Regions from separate parts of the Anser cygnoides genome. Here region 2 is linked to region 1. Evidence: chromatin contacts called from public Hi-C data. All regions are on one chromosome and are shown on one strand. The core of a region is the stretch at or near the end of the contact, and the rest is flanking DNA. Distances in the headings are between cores, read along the strand shown.

The links. Hi-C and Micro-C count contacts between places; a contact is called where the count stands out from the background.
Region 2: a contact with region 1 is called in a Hi-C map of liver, with 8 times the contacts expected there. The contact joins the promoter of SULT1C4 here to the promoter of NCK2 in region 1. A contact is called at or near these places in 2 of 7 Hi-C or Micro-C datasets (both in liver).

The regions. Positions count from the first base shown.
Region 1 is chr1:145,053,503-145,057,395 of Taihu_goose_T2T_genome, forward strand. It overlaps NCK2 (NCK adaptor protein 2), which reads left to right and starts at 1,363. Exons shown (of 6, transcript XM_066984773.1): 1 at 1,363-1,685; 2 at 3,243-3,335.
Region 2 is chr1:145,988,449-145,992,537 of Taihu_goose_T2T_genome, forward strand. It overlaps SULT1C4 (sulfotransferase family 1C member 4), which reads left to right and starts at 2,437. Exons shown (of 12, transcript XR_010826933.1): 1 at 2,437-2,582; 2 at 2,949-3,044; 3 at 3,510-3,687. LOC106041643 (a long non-coding RNA gene) reads right to left here and starts at 1,367. Exons shown (of 3, transcript XR_010826940.1): 1 at 1,250-1,367.

The DNA.
Region 1 (3,893 bases), core at 113-2,612:
CAAAAGACGTGTTTCCAAAAGTACTTCAACAGCCAGCCTCATCTAAATTTGGTGTAATCCTTCGCAGGCTGAAGCCTGGAGGGAGGCTGGAGCGAGGCCTCACCTCATGGTGAGGTGGCGGCTGTGGAGCAGAGTGCAATTCCCCTTCCTGGGACCCCAAATATTTCCCAGCTCTCAAAAAGCAGGGTCAGATTATTGTTCAGAAGGGGAGATTAACAACCCTCTGAATCAGTCAAATGTGTGTACAAAAGGGCTTGAGTCTTTCTGTCCCTCCCTGAGGTGCACACTAAGTCTTGGAAGAAACAAGAGGCCACGCTTTTCTTTCGGTTTTATCTAGCAGGCATGCAAAAGGCAACCAGGGCTGCCAAAACCATCAATTAAACGCTGTAAGAACATGTAAAAGTTAAGAAGGGGAAGAGGGAATTATTCAAAGATTTCTGAAATATTTCAAATAGAAACACAGGTCAGTCTCGGGACATGTATTTCTGTAACTGGTATATGTAGAGTTGAAAATCTGCATGAGGTTATCCCCACTTTTTTTTTTTTTTTTCCTTGGTCGGGGAAAGCAGGACAGCGGTTTCTCGGCACTGATGAGTGTATTTTGGATTTGCATGTGGCTTTCTACCTGCTGGACCCGGTGGCCACCTCCACAAGGCCAAACCTTTCGTAGCTCACCACCTCACAGACCCACCCAGGGGTGGAGGTGCCCCATTTCTGGAGGTGTTCAAGGCCAGGCTGGATGGGGTCTTTGGGCAACCTGGTCTGGTGGGAGGTGTCCTGCCCATGGCAGGGGGTTGGAGTTGGGTGATCTTCGGGGTCCCTTCCAACCCAAATTACTCTGTAGATCTGTGGGGGTGGGATGGGGCTGGCAGCACGACAGAGGCCGTACCTGGCACCGCCATCTCATCCCTCCACATCACCCTTTCGACATCTGTGGGACCTCCCACGTTTGGCCACTGGTGGATGACCCACACCACGGTGTGCGGCGGCTTTTGGGATGACCACAAGCCTGCGGCTGGGGCTTTTTTTTTTGGCCAAGCCCCCCTCAACTTCGAGGGGGTGTCGGGGCGTCAACTTCAACACGGGGGGGGATGGTTGGGGGGTGCGTGTGCCGCGGTGCCCCCCTCAACTCGAGCGCTCCCGGGGGGGCACGGAGCTGCCCTGCCCGGCTCGGCACGGCTCGGCACGGCTCGTCCGGGCCTTCCTGCGGGGGGAGGAAGGGCGGCGCTCCCGCAGCGCCAGGGGGAGCCCGGGGAGCTCCTCCCGCGCCATCCCGGCAGCGGCAGCGGCAGGAAGGGCCGGGCGGGGGCGGGGGCTGGGGCCGGGGCTGTGCCTGTGCCGGGGGGGGGGCGGGCGGGCGGCTGCCGGAGGAGGGGCCGGGGACGGGGCCGCCGCCGGGCGCTGCGGGCAGGGAGCGGAGGAGCCGGAGCCGCCGAGGGCCGGGGCCTTGGACGCGTCCGGAGGAGGAAGAGGGAAGGGGGGAGCCGGCCCCCAGCGGAGCACGCAGCCCGCATCCGCTCCGGGGAAGGGAAGAGGGAAGCGGAGGGGGGGGAGCGAGCGAGCGGGCACCGCCGCCGAGGAGACAAAGAAGCGGAGCCCGCCCGGGCTGGGAGCCTCCTCCCCGCCCCGCTCCGCTCCGCTCCGCTCCGCTCCCCGCCGCCCGGGCCGGGCCGGGCCGAGCCGAGGTAAGCGCGGTGGCGGCGGTGCGGGACGGGCCCCGCGCCGCAAACTTGTGGCGAACGGGGGGGGGGGGGGGGCATGGCGGCGGGGGGAGGGGTGGGTGTCACCCTTGGGGGGGCAGGCGGGCGGTGACCCCCCCCCCCCATCCCAGTCCTAATCCTAATCCTAATCCCAGTCTCCATCCCCCGACAGCCGCCGCTTTGTGTCCGGGGGAGGCGAGTGGAGTTGGCCCGGGGGGGTTGGGGGGTCCTTTGGGTGGGGGGCCGGCCGCCGTCCCCCTAAAAGTTCCCGTGAGGGGGACCCCGATGGGGCCGTGTCCTCGTCCCAGGGGTGAAAGGCGGCAGGCGGTGGGGAATATTCTCGCAATGCCCCCCCCCCCCCCCCCCAGCCCTCTCTCCATCCCCTAGCTTCCACTTCAGAAGCCCGAAAAAGCAATGAGCGGGACAACGTAAGACCCAAAACCGTGGGGTTTCGCCGTGAGCGGGACGACAGAAAGCTTTAAAACCCCAAAAGTTAACAGCCCCCCCCCCCCCCAGGGCAAGGCACAAGCAGGGTGCCCCACCGCCTCGCTGGGTTTTGAGGTGCCTCCGTGGATTAAATGCGGCACCCGCTCACCGCCGTCTTGTTCTTTTGTTAGTTTCAAACTTGATCGCTTCCCAGCGTGCCTCCCCTAGCCGGACTCCGCTCCTTTTGTGTGCCGTGAGGCAATATTTGCTCCCCGGGAACACGCCGCCTTCGTGGCCGGCCGACGGAGGAGAGCTGGGCTCGTCGTCCACGAGTGGCCTTCATAAACACGGACCTCCCCGGCCTAGCCACGCGTGCCTTATGTCATCGAGAGCCGGGGCCGGGAGCTTAACATGGAGGAATCTGAAAGGGCTGGCAGGGCAGGAGCTCGGCAGGAATGTCTCCCTGAGAGCGCTGCTTCTCCTCCTGCTTTTGAGGAATCTTCAGCAGCCAGCACCGCGTAGATGGTGGCAGGGGCACAGCGTGTGCGGGAGGGAGGATTAGAGCTTCTGGAGGAAAATTACTTTGTAGCTTCTCGGAAATACCCGGGTTTACAGCTCTGGATATTGAAGTCTCAGGGCTGGCCCCGGTCGATTTAAGCGGTCTTGTCCTCGTAGCTGACTTTCTTGAAACTTTGACAGAAGATGTCGCTTTTGGGAGCAGCGAGTAAACGTAGAGACAGAAGGCACCTGTACTGCTAAGATCAAGACAGTAATTAGCAAATATTTTAATATAGGCCATGAAACAGATATAGACTCATTGCAACGTTAGCTCTCCTTGCAGCTTTTCTGTCACTGCGCTGTTAGCTGCTGTACTAGCCTTTTACCTCTGCTAGATGATATTTCTGATCTCTGTTGTGGTACAGTGGGACTCAGGATCTCTTTTGCTGTTTTTCTCCAAAACCAACAGCAGAGTTAGTCACTGATTGAATGGATGGTTGATTTTATTATGTCCTTGCTGCTGAATATATGATAAATCCCAAACTTCAGCCTTTGCCTTGCTGCTGCAATGAAAAGGGAACTTATCCCTTTTTTCTCCTTCCTCTCTTTTCTCTATAGTTTCCTGCCTAGCTGCTTGGGAGCGTTAAGGAAAGGTATTTGCTCTCTTATGTGTCACGTCACATCAACTGTGTGCTAAAGAAGAAGGACAAGGTCAGCAGCATCTGCTTTGTTTCCAGCCTTTGTATTTTTTTTTATCTTGGTGTTGCTATTGACATTTGTTATTCCTTTTCTCATGGTGCTCATGGCTTTCCTTAGCAGTTACAGTAGTGACTCAAAAGCGATGTTTGGGCAGTATCGTTTGCTGGTCATAGCCTCGAGCAGCAGCAGAACTACCTGAAGTGTCCTTCTTTTTCATGCCATACAAGCATAAAACCTGCTCCAGACTCACAGAGGCAGGTGCTCTATCAATTTACTTGCTGCAGGATCAAAATCAAAACCAAGATGTCTATGAATCTGATGGTTACGGATGTTCTAGAAAATGATTTCTGTTTGAGAGGACTTGTGGTTTCTCAGCCATGGCTCTTCCCTTCCCTCTCCTGTCCCCTGTGCTCTCCGAAAGGGGGGTTGCTGGCGGGAGTTAGCAGAGATGTTTGAAAGAAGGTACCAACAAAACCAAGATGCTGCCGTATTTTGGTTAGTGTGGTCAGACCTGAGGTAAGGTGCTGGACACACCGCTGAGCTGAAGTAGGTCATTGCGCGTGGTCTGGT
Region 2 (4,089 bases), core at 1,187-3,686, 940 kb after region 1:
CATCTCTCCTTCCTTTGTACTCCCTTTAAAGGCTGATCAGATACAGACTGGCCTTTCTGAAAGCCCAGTGACTATGAAACCTAGTGCCAACTAACCCAGCCTCACTGACCATGCCATACAGCAAAAATGCTCCCAAGGACAGCCCAACATACCCCTCATTAACAGCCACACTGCAGTCTCCTCCTGTTACTATTTCTGATGATGTGCCTGTAGCTCTCCATTCCTAGATAAAGATCTAAGCATTTTCAGCCAGGCTAAAATAAAATAAAATAAATCCAGTGTGCTCTACAGGGGAAAACAGCTGCCAGCAGTTTGCACTCAGGAAGAGGTCAATGAAAACCGGTAAGAAGCTCTTCACAGACAGTGCCTGGTGTCTTTAGAAGAGCCCAGTAAAAACATGATCCTGATATAAAAACTCAGTCTCTGGGCTGGCTTTTCCCCTCTCACCTCCCTGTTTCACCACAGGAGAAATCCATCACCCATTGCCTACTTTGTAAGCAGTTTTAAAGCTGCTGGTGGAGTTTTTGACCCAATTAGAGCTTATCTGGCACAGAGCGCTGTTCACAGGCTGCTCAGATTCACAGCTGCAATAAAGGAGAGCCCCTTGATAAAGAGTTCTTGGGTTTTTCTTTGTTCAGAGAGGAAATTCAGCTGACTTACTTTGGGGATTACTGCATGATCAAGATAGTTGCATAACTAGGAGGATCATAAACACCATTTTGAATTAACAAATGAACCCTCACATGCAGGTAGGAGAAAGATTAGCAAAATCAACACGGGCTTCTGTAGTGGGGAAAAGGGCAAGGCCTCTGATTACAGAGCTCGAGAATAACAGCCACATAAAAATGATGTGCAAAACAGAAAAAGAAATATTAGGCCTTAAAGCATATTCTGTGCTTGTTCTGTGTTATTTTTTAGATCTGGTGTTGTCAGCCTTCAGAACAAAACCATCATGTCAGAGCCAAAAAAGCCAATGAAGTAGATGGCTTAAAACCAATTGAGAAGTCTTTTGACTTCTTTCCTAGTTTCTTTGCTTGTTTCCCGATTCTTTGGAAACCTTTCCTGAAATTGCATAGGGAATGCTGCCAATTTGGTGTGTGTGTTCCCATCTCCTTGGAGCAGACCCACTAACTGTATGCTATGACTTACATGGGAAAAGCCATCACCCTGTCCTTCTCTTTCCCCTTCTCTCTCACAATTGCACATCTGCCCTACCTGTCTTGTTCTGTTTGCAGTATCCTGCACTCACCTTCTCTCTTCCTGTCCTTGTTCTTTTATCTGCAGTTTTACTATGTACTCCTCTGTACTGGGAGCCTATATAAAGCATTATATTTGATGAACCAGCAATCTTGAACAGTCCATGTCGGCTCTGCTGGGCTTTGTACAAAAGCCCACTTCACTAATGTAACCTGTAATTTATAAACTCTCTGGGAAGGGTAAACTGCATGTGGACTGAGGGGTGGATTGCTGATTAGTCCACCATACAAGGGTCAGATTTGTGCGAGGATGGCCACATCCTCCTCTGATTTGGATGTATGAATTATCTTTTAAAAATGAGACAACAGAAAAATTTTTTAGATAAAAATGTTGCCTGGCCACCCAAAGGATGAGCAAACAGGAGCTTGAGGCCTCACAGTGCTTGCATGCCTTCAGTGGAACACAGAAGCGATGCCTGATAACAATGCTGTCTCAAAACAGTTTTCCATTCAAACTTGCTCGAGTTCAGTTGGAGTGACCTCCCTTTTGCCTCAGAAAAAGGACAGCTTTTCCCAATGCATTCGAACATTTCAGGATGTCTGCAACAGCAAGGAACTAGATATTAAAGTGACATTGGCAGTCTTTTGGCAGCCAGTGTTACTATGCTGTTTATGGCTGATCTGCAGCATGCCGTTTCTCTCCCAGAACCTCATATAAAGATAGGCAGGGACTTAAATTTTATAAAGAAACATTACCTCACATGCAGTGATCCCAAATCCCCTAGTCATGCTAGCTGAAAAGTAAGCCTGTGTAGAAACCTCTCTATATCAAAACCAACTTGCCCCAGCAATGAAACTGTCCACATCTATTAAATGAGCATTGTGCAGTATATGGTGAAAAATGAACCAAGTTTCTTTCAATTCACTCAGTCCTGTTGATCTTAGGTGTTCACAAATAATAAACTATTCTAGCAACTTAGATTAAACATTAGGAAAAAAAATAAATTATTCCATGACTACTGACATCAACACAGACAAGTTAAAATAATCTTGCTGGAGGTATTAGCCAACACCTAATATTGCCAGCAAAGAATCATACTTTACATGAGAATTTAAAGTAGTTTTCCTTCACAGGATTAAAATATAGTCATAAACTAAGCCAGGAAAAAAAAAAATGTTCAGGGGTTGTTCGGTGTTGTATTTCCTCCTTTGCTCTCCTTACACTCATAGGAGGAACAGAAACTCCACCCAAGCTTTCATCCTACTTCTGCCTGAAGATCTAAGCAGGTGCACAGTCATCGATACAGCACAGGACTGAAGACGTTCAAGCATGAGAAATTCTCTGCCAAGTTTCTTTCTCCTTTTTCTTTTTTTTTAATTTCTTGGGTAAGTGCCCAGACACCAACCCAACCGCTTGCTCTGCTCAACAGAATCTATGTGAAAACAGGTGTGAGTAAATAAGAAAATTAAAGAAAGCATTTTGGCAATGTTTGCTGTTGAGATTTAAATCTGACTTTTGTCTTTTCTGACTGATATTTGTAATTGAGATTATTTGTGTAGTCTCCTCTTAAGCAGAACTTCCCTCTGACCAGATTCTGGAGCTCTGAAGTTTATGGCTAAAATATTCCCCAAGAGAAATCCTGAAAACAGTAACTAGTTACTGGAAAACTGCAAGATCAGCACTAGATTTAACTAGATCAATTTGAATAATTAATGTATAACAACCTTTAGTTAATCATCTATCTGTTTCAGGTTATTCATCTGCAACAAATTCCAATATTCAGCAAAGAATCCTAAGAGTGAAAAGCTCCAGGAACAGAACACAGAAAAGCCCTGCAAGTATTTTTTGTGAGTATGAGACCCAAAAGATGCTATCAGGAGTTTCTGTTCTTCTTCTTTAAGAAAGAAGGGTTGGGTCCTATGTGCTGACTCCAGTGGGAGCTTTTAGGCTCTGTTCTCTTTTGAATCACATCCCTGATGACTTTTTTTGTTACAGTCAGCATTTTACACAAACATGTTTGCTAAAATATTTAAAGCTAGAAAGAATGTATTTTTTTTCTCTTTCTGTATCGGAGTAAATGGAGTGTTTTTTAAAGATGCTGAGAGTTACCAACAGCAATATGCCAAGCGTTTCTTAAAGTTAGATCCAGATTTAAGGAGCCTAAATATGGACCCAGATAGGTCAAATCATAGGCAAAGAAATCAGAGGATATGGAATTCATTCAGTAAAAGAGAACCTGAGAATGGGTGAGTAAATTTGGGTGTTTTTTTCAGAGCAAACATTAATTTCCAAGCTTTTCATTCCACGTGCAGGACACAATGGCCCTGGATAAAATGGAAAAATTGCATCTGGAAGATAAAATGATCCAAACTGAGCTGTGTGAATTGGAAGGTATTCCCTTAACAAAACCAGTATACAGCATATGGGATCAAGTGTGGAACTTCAAAGCCAGACCTGACGATCTTCTCATTGCAACCTATGCAAAAGCAGGTTTGTGTGTAGAGGAAATAGAATAGAAAAGTTTGAGATAGTTCTTACTATTGGAATGGAAAATTATATTATTCTATTGTGACTGATATTTGTTAATCCCAAAATAGACATATTTTAAAGATGTCAAGCTCTGTCAGATGTGGTGACCTACTTTTGACTTCTTTGGCAGAAATAATATCAGTGTATTACTATTGAAGTTCACACCATCAAAGTCTAATTACATATTTCCTTTGATTTAGATTATATACATACATATTAATGTACTGTAAAACTTTTACAAGATTTAAAGAAGCTTGGTATAAATTATCATTTACTAAGAAATAATAGAAACCGTTCAAGTATGAATTGTATTATGAATATGGCAAATGACTTGGCGTAAACCAGTACTGATACTTGGAAACA